3 separate regions of the Anas platyrhynchos genome follow, and all the other regions are linked to region 1. The links are chromatin contacts, called in public Hi-C maps. All regions are on one chromosome and are shown on one strand. Each heading gives the region's core, a stretch centred on a gene start, on an enhancer-like site or on the middle of the called end of the contact. The rest is flanking DNA. Distances are from core to core; before and after follow the strand shown. Region 1 holds the start of RER1 (retention in endoplasmic reticulum sorting receptor 1). Region 2 holds the start of SKI (SKI proto-oncogene). Region 3 holds the start of TMEM52 (transmembrane protein 52).

Region 1 (3,832 bases), core at 247-2,746:
GACTTTTTGTACATGAATAACCAGAAACAGGAAATTTTGGTGCAACTTGAAGGGACAGAGCTTTGAGCTTGCTTCTTTCTGCTCGGGATACCATGAGAGATATGAATTAATTAAAATATTATCTTGGTAAGTCATACAGGAGATGTCCCTCCATAACAGACACTTTATTCAAGTTCTTTAAATCCTTTGATAGCTTTGGCCTGGTGTTGTGGAGCATTTCATATGAGCATGTCTGCATCTGTATGTCTTTGAAGGACTGAGACTTACCAAAAATTAATGATACATGTGACTGGTTTCTACCGTTAATACATTTGATTAACTTTCTGAGGTAAGTGAATTCAGCCTAAGTTGGGAAGCCAGCAAGAAAATCTGAAAAACATGACTTTTTAACAACTGTCATGAAAGACCATCAATGTAGACTAAATCAGCTTGGCAGCTCTGGTTATATATTAAAATTTACGGGGATAAAGACCTATTTATTAAAAAGACACATAACGCTTAACAAGTAAAAAGGCTCACGTGTTAATGTCCTGTGGTGAAATCTGTCCCCTGTAATTTCCACATTGAAAAACTTGCCCTCACAGTCACTTCTGTTCTTGGAGAACAGGTGGTCATGGCCTAGAAAATATCACAATATATTGTACAATTGCAATTTCCAACCCTTCTCCACATACGAATGTCCACCTCTGTTTTTGACAAGTGTTGGGGAACTCTCATATTTTTCTCCTTTATATTATTAAATTTAGACCGTGTTGTTAGCATCTTCACATGCTTTGGACTCACCTACTCATTATCTTAGCATTTAAACGTCAACACCCAAAAGGATTTACAAAGTATACAAAGGCAGAAACCCTCCACTGAACTCTTGAAACTGACGCTTTGACCTGCACAGCAGTCTGCAGGTTCCACAGCTACTTTACTACATTGTTTAAAAAGATATAAGCAGTGGGTGCTACGTTTGCCTTCCTGTTCAGATAGCGTAACAGGTTTAGAGACTATAAAGGACGCTGTATTTTAAAAATGAGGAAAATAAACGTACTGGTGCGAACTGAGCGTACTCTGCCGGGATGCCCTGTGCTGCATAGGGCGGCCGACAGCACTCCAGCTGTACAGAAAGAGCAGATGGAAAACCAAATAACTGCCCTTAGAGAAGTGTTAAGGAGCACAAAGGGCCACAGGAGCAGTGCTTTCCCTCCAGGACGCGTATTTCGGAGTTTGGCTACAACGCGCTCTGCAGGGGCTCGCTGACGGGAGCTCGCTAAGGGCGGGAAGCGCGAGCCCCTCAGCGCCCCCCCCCGAGCGTGGTCACGTGCCGCCGCCCCAGCGCCCTGCAGGCACCGCCTTCCCGCCCCCTGCGTGACCCCGCCCCCGGCCCCACCCGCCCAGCGCTCATTGGCTCGGCAGCGGGAGGGGCGTGGCGTGCCCGCCCTCGGTCGACCCCGCGCCATCTGCGCATGCGCTGCCTCCCCTCGCCGCGTCCTCCCGCCTTCCCCCGGTGGCCGCCAATGGCGGGTTGGCAGCGAGCCTCTCCCCGCCCCTCCCGCCGTGTCCCGGAAGCGGAAGCGGGCCGGCTGCCCTCCTGCCGCCATCTTGCGGCGGCAGAGGCGGGGGGCGGGGGCGGAAGGCAGGGCCCGGCACGGCCGCCGGTGAGTAGCGGGGCCGGGGGCGGGGAGCGGCGACACGGGCAGGGCACGGGCAGGGGACGGCACGGGCAGCCCCGGGGGCAGCCCCAGCGACACCCCCAGGCCCGGTCCTGGGGCCCCCGGGCCCGCTCCGCCCTCCCAGCGGCCGTTGCCGCACCCCGCGCCGGGCCGCTCCCGGGCCGCTCCCGGGCCCGCTCTGCCCCTCCCCGCGCCGCTCGTCTCCTGCGATTTATTTTCTTTGTTCTCCCCTGGGGGTTTTATTCGGTGCCGTTGTTCGGCTGCTTTGGTTACGGCGGTGTCGTGCCGGGGGTGGCTGCCCGGTGCCCGTTCCTCGGCCAGCTCCGTGCCCGTCGCTTCTGGGCAAGGCGGCTTCCCTCACGAGATGAGGGAACTCGGGCCAGCTGCAGAGCGGCTTTTCCCCGGTACCTTCATCCGTACGTTAAGGAAGCCTGTGCTCGCGGTGTGACGTTGCAGCAGCTGAGTTAAATGACTTCTGGCCCCAGGTCATGGCATTTTTGACAACTCCAGGGTGCAATGACATTTGTAATGGTATTGCTATAATAGCTGTGGTTAAAAACACATAGCAGTTGGAGAGCTTGTGTCCACCCTCTTGGAATTTTTCAGCAGAGAGATGCTTTTTGACACAATTTAGTTTGGGTACGATTCTGCTTTCTGCTTGTAGCAAGCTATTCATTTGTTTCTTTTGTTAATTTCTGTGTGTCCTTCTGATCCTTGGCATTACGGGTCTGGCTGGAGGGTTGGCACCACTCCTTATGCTGAACAGTGAAGTTCTGTGTCATGTTCTGAGAGAGGAATTGCTGTTGCTTGGGTTTAATTGTGCCCCCATACCACCGAGATCTGGCTTGGGTCCTTAACTGTAAACCAGCTCCGATGCCAAAGATCGCTTTTCTTGATTCTTGTTTTATTACAGGCCTTCTTTAAGTAAATATTGTAAGGCGGTGAGAAATAGTAAGTGAAATTCTTCAGCTCTGTCATGTGGTGCTTTACTCTGTGCTGCTGAAACTGAGCCAGCGAGGGCTCTTCTGGGACACAGCACTAGCTGCTTGTGCTCCTTGGGCTGCTGGGGAAGAAATGCATGCAGGATACATGGGCACGTGTAATCCAATGTATGACAACTTTTTACACCAAGCAAAGTGTCTACTCCATCGGGAAGCCATGCGTAGACTCATGTACGCGATCTGTCAGTGGGTCTATGTAGGTTAACAGGTTTGCAGGATGGGCATGTCAGGTCTGCTGTTAGCACAGATTTGGGGTGTACATAGCTGTAAAATGACCAGTGGGAATATGAGAGGTTTGGCATCTTTAGAGAATTGTTGTCTGATCAATTGATTGGATGTTTTTTGTTATGCCCTTATATTCCTGGACATTTCAAACCCACCCCAAATCAAGCACAAAGTGCTGCTCAGCTCATAGTGCTGAGTAATTTCTTTCCTCTGCAGTGCAGGGGATGGGGAGCGTAATAATTGCTGCCTTTTTGCCTGTGATGAAAACGTCCATATCTGTTCTGTATGAGTTTCTATTTGATTTTTTTTTTCCTTAGTAATGTTTCACAGATCTGTGTGGTCACGTGAGGCTCTTGAGGTGCTGACACAGGAGCAAAAGTACTCCGGCTATCCCAGAGCTGTAGTCCCACCCACAGAAGGGGACTCCAGGAAGTAATGTCATGGATTACTTCTGATGATGTGGCAAAAATGATTCTGTTTAAAATCCAGTTTATTTTGCTTGGTTTATGTATTCCAGTGAATGATGAAGCTTTGTTGAGCTTAACAGAAGTGAAAAGTAAAGATTGGTAGCAGAAGTGCATACTTAAAAATAATTCCCTAAGTAACTTTATTTTTTTAACCCAAATCCAGAATCCTGCCCCTGTTGGTTTTTTTTTATGATTACGGTTGTACTTATGCATAAAACTTTTCTGCGACTGCTAAGCTGCCCGTGTTCTTTAGATAAACTTGTGTTTTGATGATGTAGGTGTTTATGGTAACGGTTTGTGTCTCTAACCACTGGTGTGCGGTTCTGAAATTAAAAAATTTTGTTGTCTAGTTACCCTGTATTTGAAATTCCCAAGCAGCTTTTAACAAATATGTATTTATTTTGGTTTTGTTCTTTGCCTTTAGACTCTGAGGTGACAGGAGGGTGGTGCTGCAGTACATATCTCAATGCTTAGATGT
Region 2 (3,442 bases), core at 776-3,275, 280 kb before region 1:
TTGTTTCCCTCTTAACAGCATTCACTGTCCAGCATTTTAAGCACTACACAAAGTGAGGACAAGAAGGATACAGCACACTACCTCTGCCTTTCCAAAGAACTCTGGAAAACTGGACACTGCTTGCCAACTTGTGCACTGTAAATCTTGACTTATGTTCTTCAGAAGCAAAATCCATGTTTTTTCACACTCATTTAAATCATCTTTTTCAAACCAGGAACTTTTGTCAGCCAATGCCCTGTGAAGAGTGAGAATCCAATAGTTTGGGGGTGAGAAAGAGAGAAGGAAATACTTCTCATTGCTATTAGTTTGCCTTTTAATTATTTTGACTTACCCCTCAAGTAACTCTGAGGTTTCTTAAGATATAGCTATTCCTAAATATTGCTTTATCAAGGCAGAAGTTTTAAAATTACATTTTCAATAGCTGATGGTGTACTAACCAGTTCCAGCCCAACTCAATGGCTTAGTGTGGTGATCCCTTTTGTTAATGGCTTAGCACAATGTTAGGGTTTTTATGACCGCAAATTGGTGTCACTCATCCCTTTGCACAACACATTTCCATTCTTACCTATTTTCTCTTGATCAAGTAGCACTATATGTGCTAAAATAAGTATTATATTTGACAACTTTAACATGTCAAACCACCAAGAGGTGCATAAAAAGTATTTGTCAGTAAGTGCACAAACACGGACTTTTCAATCAAAAAGAGAGCCAAGGCTCCCTGTAGAGGAAAAAAAAATAGCTGTTTATTACACCATTTGTTTACCAAGGGAACCTCTGTCTAGCCTACAGCAAGATTTTTCTAGAACACAAATTATTTAGCCCATCAACTCATTTTATAGTCTAGCATGACTTACATAAGCATTACAGCTTTCAGAATCACTGTTTTTAAAAAGAACATCTTGCTTTCTACTTATAACAAAGGAGATACAGGCATTTATTAGTCTTTACTTCCAAGTGAAATAGTTAAGCATAGGCACGGTGTTTTCTTCTCAGAGACTGAGCTTGACACCTGCTGAGCACAGAAATCATAGAGTGTTCGCAGTAAGGAAGGAAACTGCACTGGTTCCTGTGCGTGCTTGGTCATTCCCATGTGGCACTCTGAAATTACTGATTAGCTTTCTAAACAACTTGATCTAATCCTTCCTAGGAAGGCATTAGAAAGGATTAACTATAAAGCAAGCATAAAAGGGTTTTTATGTTAGTAATGCTGTATAAAAGCCAATCTGAAAAGAGAGATGGGTTGTCAATGTGGGAATTCTAGTTCCAGTGTTCTCACTTCAACCGCTGCGTTTTTGTGGGTCACAGTCCAGGAATGATGCTGCACAATGAAGAAACCACAGACAATTATTACAAGCCATCAAAGAGAGCAGAGAGCAGCCTTTTGAAGCCTGTTTTTGGAAGGGGCGAAGCTGACTGAACACTTGCTCATCCTAACAGGCTGGAACAAGACCTGAACCCTATCTCTTCACTCCTTTTCTCAACCCTCCGCTACTAGAGGGCTGGAAAATAAATAAATAAAATAATTTATTTCTGGTCCCTGTGAGTCTTATTCTGAAGAAAAAAATACATAAATTGTTTTTTATAAGCGAGCATTCCTCACAGGCTCCATACTTGGGGGTGCTGCTTGGTGCCAAGGAACGTGCAGAAGGCGCAGGGCCCCAGCGCACTTTAACGAAGTGCAATCGACTTAAATTTCTTCAGGACGCTTCGGACGGCGTTTTACGAAGTAACTTTTCACGCTCCCAGCAACGTGCTGGCGGCACGACCACGGCGTGCTCTGAGGGTGCGGCCGTGCTCAACCCTCGGCCGGGGACGGGAGGCTGAGGCGGCCCCGCTGCTCCGCGCCCCCCGCCCGCCCCGCCGCCGCGCCCCCCCCCCGCTTCTGAGGAGCCCTTTCCCCGTCCCGCCCGGACTCACTGGCGCCGCCGGGGGGGCTCCAAGCCAGGGCCGGGCTCCCGGCTGCAGGCTGCCGGTGCCTTCCTGGGCTTGAGGCGCAGTTTGGCTGCTCCTTCCTCAGCCATGGCCGCGGCCCGGCCTCCGCGCTCCGTCAGGGGGCGGTGCTGGGCGGGAAGGCGCCGCCTCAGCGCTCGCCTCGCAGCGCTCTCGCTCCGCCATGGGGCCCGCCCTGAGGGGACAAGCGGGCGGCTCGGCTGCTAGTAGCTGCTAGGTGCTTCTCTGACTCCTTAGTGTTGGGTTTAGTCCTTGAGTTTTATACGGGAGTAGCGTTTTGGAGATGGGGGGCGCTGGACGAGGCCAGTCCGCGAAGGCAGCGTGCTCAGGCCTGGCGGGGATGAGGGAAATGGGGTTTGGGACGAGCCCCACAAAATGGCTGTGGGCTCAGCGGTGCTCCTCACCAGCAAATAATTGTTGTGCCGACACCAAAGAGCTGTTGGTACGTGGCTGAAGCCAAAATATGCTAATTCAAAAAGTAAAGTAGATTGGGAATGCGTCTCTGGTCTAGTTCCCTCAGGAGAAGTGACGCTGCTTATCTTTTCTGGCAGGAATGTCGCTGGATGACTTGAAATAAAACACGTGTAAGAACTGAGCCATAACTGGTAGTTTTTGAAGCTGATAGACGTGCTAAGCAGGCTGGAGCCTTTCGGAATGCAGCCGGCAGGGAGTAGTCTGTCAGCGCCTTCCTCCATTCCCCAACAGGTAAAAGGGTCAGAAAGTAACCGCTGATAAAATTCTTCATAATCGTTATGAGAATAATTGTTTGAGGAAATAAACATCCCAGTTTCTCTGATAATAGGCCCTTGTAGGGGGGAGCAGGTACACAGCACTTTTTTTTTGGTAAAACTTCTGAAGCCCGGATAAGGCCATGTTCCTTTTCCATACCAGAGGGAGAGTTCAGCTCTGATTTCACCACAGCAGATGCTAATTGAAGAAGACAAAACAAGAAGTGTTTTGTTTTGTTTTGCTTTTACTTGCTGGCCTTAGTGGCTGTGCTGTAATTTATGTCACACCACTGATAATCGCCACTTGGCGGCAGCAAATAATATGGAAACCTTGCTTCAAATTTTTTTTATTTTTTTTTTACTGAGCTAGTTTGTGCAGGCATTTGTACATATTTCTAGGTGTATGTATCTGTGTTAACGATTGCTCAAGCCACAGGGTTTCTTCTTTTGCTCCTGAGCTGTTTGTGTTAGTGTTTTATACATCTTACGACCCCGTGCATGCTAGTTTGATGGCCTCTGCTCCTAACTCATGCGTTGTACTAACAGGTTTGTGCTGTTAGATGTGACTTTTCCAAAAAGAGACATCCAAAGTGTTGTCTGTTTTTCATGCTGAAGGTGTTGCAGTGTGTTACTGTTAGTACTGTGACTCATGCATTATAACATTTGCAAAAGCTCTATTATGGATAAGACTAAAAAAGTCAGTTATTGTACAAAAAGGGCCACAAGTGAAAGAATATAATAAAAAGAACAGTGAAAATTATTAT
Region 3 (3,474 bases), core at 256-2,755, 410 kb before region 1:
GACCAACCCACTTGTGGCGAGCCCTTTGCCTTTTACTCACCATTATTTTTCCCCTTTCAGTCAAGCAGCCAGGGAACAGTTTTGTAAAATCACCCTGAGTTCAGAATGACAAACCCGCGCCACAAGCTAACGGTGCTGTGTCCCATAAAAGGGAGTGAGCTGGGGACTGCACAGGAGGCAGCGCAGTGCCAAGCCCTAACGAGCCCGTTCTGGGCAGCTGCCATTGTGCTCAAAGTTGTTTATTTAGGAAGAACAAGCAAGCGCTATGGCTGAACTTGAGCGTACTCAGAATGGAAAGATGACATATCCCTAGATGAATGCTCCGTCCCGCCTGACACCGTATCTCCTCTGCGATGCGGTCATTCCACTGGTGGCTTTCATAAAACAGGAGAAACCCTTTCCCACATTGTGTCTTGAAAGGAGCATTCCCATTGTTTTACTGCAATTACTGCTTATTATTTACTATATGTCAAATTACTCCGAGGTTAGTAAGATTAACAATCGACTTACCAGACATACCACAGACTTGTCCAGTTAGACATGTTCTGAGGGCATCTGTGAAGGAAGGTGGATAATTCACTGGTTTAAGTATCTGCACTCAAGCAGGAAATACATGTCAGGGAACACATTTTTGAGTTGAAAAAGGAAAAGCAATCATCTGGGATATGGAACAAAAACACCCCTGATTTAGTTTCAGAGGACTGTTCCTCATGGTTGTAACATTACTCCAGCTGCGAGCACACAAATCCCACTGTGTAAGCGGGGTCCTGGGTGAAGAACTGTTTTCAAAGTGGAACTTTGCTGTTGCTTAGGAGAGAGAACTACACGTGCTGGATTCTCAGAACTATGAGGCAGTTATTTCACCTTAACAAGGGTGAAGTGCCACAGCAAACGCTCACAGAGTCTCAGAATATCCTGAGTTGGAAGGGACCCACAAGGATCTTTGAGTCCAGCTCCTTAACCCAGCCTAACTTCCTACTTCTCCCAGATACTTTTAAATTACTTTTTCATAGCTCCAGTGCTATGAAAGCTTCAGTGCTTCACAGCTCTGTGTACTCCGTAGCTCCAGGAATGTTTTATTCAGAGCTACCTACGTACAAAGAAAAGGGGAGAGCTTCTGACACGTTTCAGAGTGCGGCGTCCCAGCAGAGCTGCAGGTGACAGGGGGGGCTGCCTTTGCAGAAGACCCTGGGGAGGCGCAGCAAGGCCAGCCGGGCCACGTCTGCGAGCCGGTGCGGGTCTGGGGGATAAAAAAAAGCAGCACTGGGCGGCCAGGAGCGAGTACCCCTCTGCTCCGCTAAGGTCACTGGAGCGGGGTGGGCGCAGATTCGCCCGGCGTTGGGTACTCACCGGTCGGAGCGCCTCCAGCCGCGGGCAGGGGCGCGGAGCGATGTCACCGAAAGGAGGAGAGGAGCGGGGCCGTGGACCGCCTCAAGGGCGAGCGGGGCCCGGAGGCGGCAGCGCCGGGGGAGGAGCCGCCGAGGCGGGGCCGGGACCGGGCTGCTGCGGGAGCGGCTCCGGGGGCGCCGGCCCCGAGGGGTGCGCAACGCTCCCGGCTCCGGCTGGGCGGCCGCGGGGCTGCGGCTCGGCGCTTTTCGCGGGAGGCCGACGGCGGCTTCGTGTGCTGGACACTCTTCTGCCTGTGCAGCGTGCGAGAGATGGTGGAGGAGTCGTGGAAAAGGATCGAAAATATTAAAAATAAATAAATAAAAAAGGTTTGGGAAAGCAGAGTGTTTCCCTTTGTAGAAAGTCTTTTTAAAACGCACAGATGAATGAAAAGGCATCATCTACTCCCCGGAAATGGCCTTGCTCCAAAATAATTTAACCGTGCTCAACATTTCAAATGTATAAATTAAGGACCTTCATGTTGTTATGTCTGCCTTGCAATAGCGTTGATACTATTTGGTAAAAACTTTCCAGAAACTGTTTCATTACTTCAACTATAGCAATTATTACAGCAGCTTTTCCCCTTCTAAACGACAACTTTTCTGCAGTTCCCATCATGGTGAAGCCCTGCACGCAGCCCTTTGCATCAAAACTCTCCCCTGGCTGGTTACAGCAGTCCTGCCCTCATCAGGGAAGAGCAAAACATCCATCAAAGGTCACCCACATCCACTGTGTATGAATGAACACGGCTTATTTCTGCTTCAGAGTAGGTGATTTAAAGGTCAGACACCTTGCCAGCACCGATACAGCAGAGGTCAGTTACATGCCAAAACCCCTCCTGCCAGCCCATGTGAAAGATGATCAGTCACAGTGGCTGTGCTATGTGGCTGGGTAAGCAACAAAAAAAGGCAACTAGAGCTAAAAAGCAGGGAACTAATTAATGGATTATGAAAGGTTTTAGTTGGAGAACAAAGGGGAAGATCAACTAATAAAAGAGCATTTTGCTGGTATTCAGGTGCCTCAGTGGTTTGTATTTGGCTGCTTGTATAAAATCTCCTCCAGTAATTAGTGTGACAAACCACAAGTTATATTTACTTATTTTTCCCTGAGATTTTAATGCAACAGGAGGAAATGTATTTGGACTTGGGTTGACAGAGGTTTCTTCTGCAAGAGCCATGGATTGGTGCCAAAACACTGGGAACAACGCCAGACCCAGTAGCTTGGAAGTTACTGGGTTCAGTGGTTCCTTCTCCAGCTGATAGGGCTGAAGCCCAGTCCTCTAAGGATCAGTAATGTCACGTGTTGGTGACTGGACTACTTTCCTACAGGACCACCCAGGGTCATGGGATCATTGGTCACTTGGGAAAAGCTCCGTTTATAAGTGTGAAACAACCTCTGAAGTCACTGGGTAATCCCAACATGTATTGATGAGGTGTATGACTCTAGGACTTGCTCTGTCACTTCCTTTCTGGTTTAGAAATGAGCTAGGTGCAGCTTCTAAGGATTATAAAAATCATACATGGCTGTGAAATGCTTTCTTATTAAAATAGAGCTGGATGAGAACCACGAGGTATTTAGATACACACTTCTCTGAAAGTAGAGGAGTTTGCATCTGGCCATCCAAGAGCAATTACAGATGCAAAACTCAAGTCTGAAAGCGTAGTGTTCAGAAGTACAGTTACAGGAACAGAAAACTTACCCTTCTGGAAAACTTTGATGCATTTCTGCGGATAGATTTTCAATATTATCCTCACATTAAGGGCTCCATCCTTCCTGGAGTCTTACAACATGGAAACAGGAACATCAGATCACATTGAGTTTCTCCTGGCACTTTTGATACCAACTGCACTATGACTGTTGCTGGCCAGCACTGAACAGGATTTTTTGTTTCTTCAAGAGAAAACTTGCATGAAGGCTTAAGCTGCTGTGTTGAGCTTCTGGTAGTTGTGAGGTTGGCATGAAGCCATGCAAATGTAACGCAATAGGGCTCTCAGCTGTCTTCACCTGATGTCCTCAAGGAATTACCCACAAACCCGCTATTTTTAGTTCAGCTTGATGTGTCTAAATTGGCAGCAGAATTGGTTCCTA

Evidence for each region. A called contact is a pair of places that touch in the nucleus more often than the background predicts.
Region 2: a Hi-C map of subcutaneous adipose tissue shows a contact between it and region 1, with 4 times the contacts expected there. The contact joins the promoter of SKI here to the promoter of RER1 in region 1. A contact is called at or near these places in 2 of 8 Hi-C or Micro-C datasets (liver and subcutaneous adipose tissue).
Region 3: a Hi-C map of subcutaneous adipose tissue shows a contact between it and region 1, with 2.6 times the contacts expected there. The contact joins the promoter of TMEM52 here to the promoter of RER1 in region 1. A contact is called at or near these places in 4 of 8 Hi-C or Micro-C datasets (liver, skeletal muscle and subcutaneous adipose tissue).

Annotation. Positions count from the first base shown.
Region 1 is chr22:637,225-641,056 of IASCAAS_PekinDuck_T2T, forward strand. It overlaps RER1 (retention in endoplasmic reticulum sorting receptor 1), which reads left to right and starts at 1,497. Exons shown (of 7, transcript XM_027443160.3): 1 at 1,497-1,646.
Region 2 is chr22:360,641-364,082 of IASCAAS_PekinDuck_T2T, forward strand. SKI (SKI proto-oncogene) reads left to right here and starts at 2,026. Exons shown (of 11, transcript XM_021266591.4): 1 at 2,026-2,167; 2 at 2,502-2,655. FAAP20 (FA core complex associated protein 20) reads right to left here and starts at 2,052. Exons shown (of 4, transcript XM_027443291.3): 1 at 1,918-2,052; 2 at 82-235. The coding sequence starts at 2,021.
Region 3 is chr22:230,541-234,014 of IASCAAS_PekinDuck_T2T, forward strand. TMEM52 (transmembrane protein 52) reads right to left here and starts at 1,506. Exons shown (of 4, transcript XM_027443290.3): 1 at 1,351-1,506; 2 at 511-555. The coding sequence starts at 542. The region is part of intron 3 of GABRD (gamma-aminobutyric acid type A receptor subunit delta); the gene reads left to right. The region is part of intron 38 of CFAP74 (cilia and flagella associated protein 74); the gene reads right to left.